2 separate regions of the Ovis aries genome follow, and region 1 is linked to region 2. The links are chromatin contacts, called in public Hi-C maps. All regions are on one chromosome and are shown on one strand. Each heading gives the region's core, a stretch centred on a gene start, on an enhancer-like site or on the middle of the called end of the contact. The rest is flanking DNA. Distances are from core to core; before and after follow the strand shown. Region 1 overlaps PKNOX2 (PBX/knotted 1 homeobox 2). Region 2 holds the start of PKNOX2 (PBX/knotted 1 homeobox 2).

What was found. Hi-C and Micro-C count contacts between places; a contact is called where the count stands out from the background.
Region 1: a Hi-C map of muscle shows a contact between it and region 2, with 2.0 times the contacts expected there. The contact joins the enhancer-like site here to the promoter of PKNOX2 in region 2. A contact is called at or near these places in 2 of 16 Hi-C or Micro-C datasets (hypothalamus and muscle).

The regions. Positions count from the first base shown.
Region 1 is chr21:26,164,738-26,167,698 of ARS-UI_Ramb_v3.0, reverse strand. The region is part of intron 3 of PKNOX2 (PBX/knotted 1 homeobox 2); the gene reads right to left. Among named protein-coding and RNA genes, the nearest start is that of PKNOX2, 120 kb to the right of the region's middle. Within about 2 kb of position 1,633, at least 25 of the 54 cell types and tissues checked have an H3K27ac peak or open chromatin away from gene starts, as enhancers often do. A contact at or near this core is called in hypothalamus and muscle, where this site is marked.
Region 2 is chr21:26,049,159-26,052,248 of ARS-UI_Ramb_v3.0, reverse strand. It overlaps PKNOX2 (PBX/knotted 1 homeobox 2), which reads right to left and starts at 1,337. Exons shown (of 14, transcript XM_060404255.1): 1 at 1,312-1,337.

The sequences.
Region 1 (2,961 bases), core at 384-2,883, 120 kb before region 2:
GTCCAGTCTCCGGTCCATCACGGCTGTCCCCTCACGGGCAGATGTGGGCATTTCCACCCAAGGTCTTTGGAAAATTTAAAGACTGGAGCATGTGAGGTGTTATTTCTGAGAGTTTGGACAGTAAAGAGAGAAGGGCACTTTTCCTTTTTGGGTTTAATTTATTTATTTTTGGCCGCACTGGGTCTCTGTTGCTGCTCGGGCATTTCTCTAATTGCGGCAAGCAGGGGCTACTGTCTAGCTGCGGTGTGTGGTCTTCTCACTGTGGTGGATTTTGCTGCAGTTCCTGGGCTCTAGAGCCACAGGCTCAGTAGCTGAGGCCCATGGGCTTAGTTACTCTGCAGTATGTGGGATCCTCCTGGATCAAGGATCGAACCCATGTCTCCTGCATTGGCAGGCAGATTCTCTATCACTGAGCCACCAGAGAAGCCCCTGTAGTTTTCCCTTTTTAGCTTCACCACTCACTCCTCCTTCTAGACGCTTGGGAGCCAGAACTTTCTCCTCCCTTTGTTCTAGAAGCACTGCCTCACTTTTTAAAGCAGTAAAATCACAGATGACCCATGAGCCTTGAGGGGAGAGTTGGGGGTTAGGGTGGAGCCATGAGGGCTTCCTTCCCTCGAGAAACTTGAGACATCCCAGCACACTGCTTCTCCACTTCTGCCCTGGCTCTCGAGGGTCCAGGGCGAGACCTCTCCTCATACCAGACACTAGCGTCTCCATCTGGAAGGGAGATAATCTGAGCAAAGCTGAGCAGCCAGCCAGCAGGAGGTGGTGGTGGAGGGGGCAGGAAGGAGGGTTGAGCCCAGGGTTGGGGTGTGGTCACAGGACCATCTGTGGTGCCAGGAACATCTCAGATGTTCAGATGCGGGGGAAGCACCTCAGATGTTGAAGAGTAACTTGGAAGGCCTTGGAATGTCTGGTACAGGCTGATAACTGCCAGGTGGGTTTGTTCATAGGATGTACACTAAGGGTACCACAGTCATAAATGTTTAGGAAGCCCTAGGTTAAACTGGGTTGTCTTGCATCCTGAACTCGTTAAAATCTTTAAAATGGTAAGGAGCCCTGTAACTCTTCAAAAGGAATTGTTTAGGCAGCATTTCCCAAGTTTGCTGGGTTTCAGGGCTCCCCCCTCCCTGCCCCCGCCAGCCCCCAAGGAGCCCACTGTGCTGCAGAGCCCACTTTGGGAAGTGTTAATCCAAGGCAACACGCCCATTTCACAGATGGGGCCAGAGGGGGATGAAAACTCATGCAGCTTCTAAAACTGGTCGTCTTCCTGAATGCCCCTCATCCCCAGGGGCTGAGAAATCCTCCACACCTGTTTCCGGGGGCTAGGGGAATGTGTCCGGTTGCAGCTGTGGTGTGTGGAAGAAAGGACATCTGTCCCCTCCTTTTAAGGGGGTGAGAGGGTAGATGGGATAAGGGGAAGAGAAGGAAGAACTAGGCCCTTTGAAAGTGCATAACCGTTGATCAGAAAAGATGAGCAAGACAGCTGGACAGGTCACTCTGGGAACACTACGCCTCCCCAGGCACCACTCCGGTCACTTGTCAGGACACCAAGTCCTAGCCCTGTGCCCAACCCTGAGGTTATTAGGCCTGCTCAGAGACATCAACCCTAATCCCAGTTTCCCCATTTGCTAATGGCTCCCTTCTGGAAATAAACTTAAGTCCAGCAACTAGGGCCCTGTGGCCCCCAAGTTCCCAGTGGCCTGAGCTGTGTTCCAAGGGGCCTGGGGAAGAAGCTCTGGCCTCCCTCACCGTTTCTGGACTTGAACAGTGAGCCCAACCAGGGAGAGGAAAGAGGTGAGGAGTGATGGCCCCTGCACAGGAATTGAGGCCTGGTGCCCCCATGCCATCCCATCCCCACACAAAGCAGTCTACCCCCTCCACCACCCCGATTCCTCACCCAGAAAATGGATCAAGGTCCCTGTGAGCTTCTAATTTGTCTGTTCTCTCCCGAGTCTCTCTTTCCGAAAGTGTCAGGCGTGGCACCAACCTGCTCAGGTTAAGGGAGTTTATTTCTAAGGGGCTTGAGAAAGGTGACCTTTCCCATCCTCTGAACATGCGGAGGGGACAGACTCTGACCCTGTCTTCCCCAGAGGTCACTGAGGGCGGGCGGGTGGAATTCCGATGGCCCTGGAGTGGGATGGAAGGGTGCGGAGATGGAGGCCAGCAAGCCCCCTCCCCTGCCCATCGTACACCATTCCGGAACTTTCTCCTCCCAGCTCTGAGCCCAGCCAAGGCAGCTGTGATCCAGACAAAGACCTGATACGTCCAGCCAGGCCGAGCTGGGCGGTCTGTGGATGAGTGGGCATGGGAGGGTGGCAAAGAGCAGGGGGCGAGGGACAGCCTGAACCGGAAGAGAGTCCGCCTGCCCTGTCCTGCTGGTGCACGCCCTCTGTGCTCAGACGAGACTGGAGATAGCCACTTTCTGCAGGGGGTTGGGGGGCCATCTGGCCCTCGGGCAGCCTTTCCCCCTCCTGCTTTGCTCCTCAGCCACATGCCCTTGGGCTGAGCTAAGTCCAGAACCCGGCTGAGTAGGGGAATTGTTCTGAGAAAGTGGCCCGTTGGCTGGTTGCTATGGAAACCGACATACCACAGCGCTGACCCTGGAGAGGTTTAGCACGCTCCCCCAGCAGGGATGCCAGCAGCTGGACTGCAGCTGTTACCGCGAAAGTGGGGGCTGGAGCCTCCGCCAGCAGTCCCTGCTGTTTGCCTAAACTGGTCCGGGCAGCAGATCTCCTCCGTGTGCTGCCCCCACCTCTCAGTTCTCACACAGCCTTCCACTCCTGCAGTCCAGGCAGGAGGGGGGCAGCAGGGGTGGGGAGCACACACCAGGGAAGTGTTCTTGAAGAGTAGTGCCACATCCTCCTACTGCGTTTCTGGGGAAACTGAGGCCCATAGAAAAGGGGGGTTGGCACACAGGTGCCATGGATCTTCGCTTATGCCCCTCTCGGTACAAATGGG
Region 2 (3,090 bases), core at 88-2,587:
TAGCCTCGCCCCGAAGCCCAGCCCTCATTCAGGGCTGATGCACAACCACCACCCACCCCTCGCCCTACTCCCAGTACTAGCCCCTGGTCTCCACACCGCGCCGGAACCTCGGGTTCTCCCCTGAGAGCCCCCGGAAAAGGCGGCCCGCGTGGCTCGTTTCTTCCTCTGGGTCTGGAGTCGGGAGAGCCCCGCACGCCTCACCCGAAAGAAACGCAAACTTTGCGCGGCAGACTCGGGACCCTGCCCCATCCCCCTCGGCTCTCTCTCTTTGAGCGCTTTCCGACCCCCCCTCTTACGAACTCGTGCCCCAGTTCTTGAGCCAGGAGGGCTTCCAATTCCCGAACCTCGCCGAGGGCCCCTACGCCTCCCCACACCTCGCCAAAGACTCCCAACAATCCTCGGAAAGCTAGTAACGCTACAAATTACAGCTCCTCCCGCGTTAGGGTCCCCGAGCCTGGCCCCTGCGATCCCGGCTTCCCTGATCCACAGCTCGTGCTCCGCTGTCCCCACGGATCCGCCTGCAAACCCTCGTTCGTCCCGGCTCCGCAGGCCGAGCAGGACGCGGCCGCGGCTCCCGGACTCCAGCCAGCCGGCCCGAGTCTGGGGCTGCTCCTGCTTCCAGCCGCTCGAAGGCAGCTCCAAGCTGCTGGCGCCAAGGAAGCGCCGGCCCGAAGGGCGCCAGAAGCCGGGAGATAGAAAGCGAACCTGGAGCCGGCCCGCCAATCTCAGCCTCGCCCACGGAGCGCCCAGCCCGGAGCTGCCGGCACCGGGGCTCCGCCGGCCCGCGCGCGAGTCCCTACTCCGGTCCCCGGCGCACCCAGCGCGCAGCTCCCCGCCCGCCCGCTACGGTGTTTTGGGCCCGCGGGGGTCCGAGTCCGCAGCCCCTCTCCTCACACCCGCGGACAATGCACGCCCCGCCACGGGCCCGAGCGGAGCGAGGCGGCGGGGCGGCGGGGCTGCGCGCTGGCCGGGCCCGGGCGCGGGCGGGCCGCCTCCTTCCCGGGCCTCAACACCGCTCGCGCTGCTTCGCTCCGCGCTCTCCCGGCGCTTCCCCAGCTCCTCTGCACGCTCCCGCCGTCCCTCGCTGCTCCCTGCCTCCCTCCTCCCTGCTGCCTCCCTCTCTCTCCTCCCTGCTGCCTCCCTCTCTCCCTCTCTCCTCCTTGCCCTGTCGCAATGAATAATACTCTGGCTTGGGGACTGGAATAAAACACACGCGCTCTGAGGCAGCCGCCCGCAGCAGCAGCACCCGCCGCCGCCGCGCCGCCGCCGCCTGCAAAAGCGTCTCTGACATGGAAATGAATGACAGCTTACCTGATGCCAATCTTCATCAGACTGACACCGGCGTGACAACACAGCCTATACTTCCCAGCACTGCTCGGGACGTCAGCGGCACAGGGACCCGCCCCCCGGAGCCCCCCCCCTCCACACACCTCCCCTCTCCCCACTCCCCCTTTCTCCCCACCCCCCCCATCACCCCCACCCACTCCCGGCCCCGGCCGCTTCCAAGTCGGAGCAGCAGCCGGAGTGTCTCCCTCTGCTGGAGGCTTTTCTAAGACGTCTAAGCGGCTCCGGCTGCCGGGAGAAAACCTCAGAATGAGAGGTGGCCTCCGACGGAAGAACGCAGCCGACCCCCGCCCCCTCCCCCCACCCAGGAACTCGGGAATACTACCCGCAACCCAGGCCAAGTCCCCCTCGGCAGAAAACCGAGGCGGGGCTTCCAGACAACTTGAGTTCACGCTGGTGGAGGTGCGGGGAAATTTTCTTCTGTGGACCCTGAGAGCACTCCCCAGAAATTATGAAACTTAAAACTGGCAAGAAATTCTTCCCCCCACCCCCACTCCTCTCCCACCTCCACCCCATTCCTGCCTGGCTGGCCTCATTTTTATGATTGCATTTGAATAATTCTCATTACCCTGGCCCCAGAAAAGGTGCTCAGATGACACTCTGGTTAGTTATTCCTGTTCTCAAGAGCTCCTTCTGCTCTGGGCTTCCTGGGGCGATTGGTTCTTCCAGGGGCAGAGGGAGAGATAAAAAGGTGTGGGGGCTTTGTCAGTAAATCACCTCTTTGCAAATGCCAGGCAGGCCTGTTTTAAGCCTCTTCCTATTTTCATTCTAAAAAGTGTCAGAGTTCTGGGGATCGGTGAGGTGGTGTAAAAGGAGAGACCAGCTGGACTGTTGCAGCCTGGGACTGACTGCTGGGGTGGCTTCCCCTGCTTCTGGGAGGAAATTCACCAGGAGGAGGACCAACACAAGCATGTATGGTGTCAGACATGTGCCTTCTTTCATTCCACCAAGATTACAGTCCTACTAAGTGAGTGTCACCTGGAGGTTTGCTTGCTTCCACAACTGAGCACGTGGCCCTCTGCGTAAGGGACAAGAGAACCCCACTTCGCCTATGAAATTTTCTTCTTGCTCTCTGTAGAGGAGTCATTTCAGCCACTGTTAGGCAGGGATTGATCCTCTGACCCCAGACCAGGCAGGGGGCCTGGATGAAGCCTAGACAAAAGACACGGATGTAAGCGAGGAAAGCAGAAAGTAAAACCCAAGCAGCCCAGGTTTTCGGGTAAAGAAGCTGACCCAAGAAGCTGAAGGCTGCCCCTTTGCTCTTTCCAGGCCTCTGGTCATTCCTTGTCTGCCTCCTTCCTGGCCAAGAATGAGAGCCATTAGCTACTGCTCAAAGGGGGCAATTGAATCTTTTTTTTTTTTTTTTTTAACATCACAACCCAGATATAGCAAATACTGTTTATACAGATCTTCCCAATACCCGCCCCCACCCCAACCCCACCTCCCACCACATTCCACTTCCAAAGTCGCTTGTGGAAGAAACTTCACTGGAGCGCCCATCACAGGTGGAGTTGAATCCTCTCACCTTCTCATAGACCCTCCAAAGACTTCACTAGGTGTATTTATGTCACCCCAGCTTGATCTGTGGTCAGAAACTCTGGCTGCTGACAGTATAATCGCTATTATATATTATACATTGATAATAATATAATAATAATGAACACACTTGCCCTTTTTATGTAGTACAGAAGCAACTAGATTCTCCAACTCAGAGGCTGGAGGTCAGGCTGCCATAAACTCTCAGAG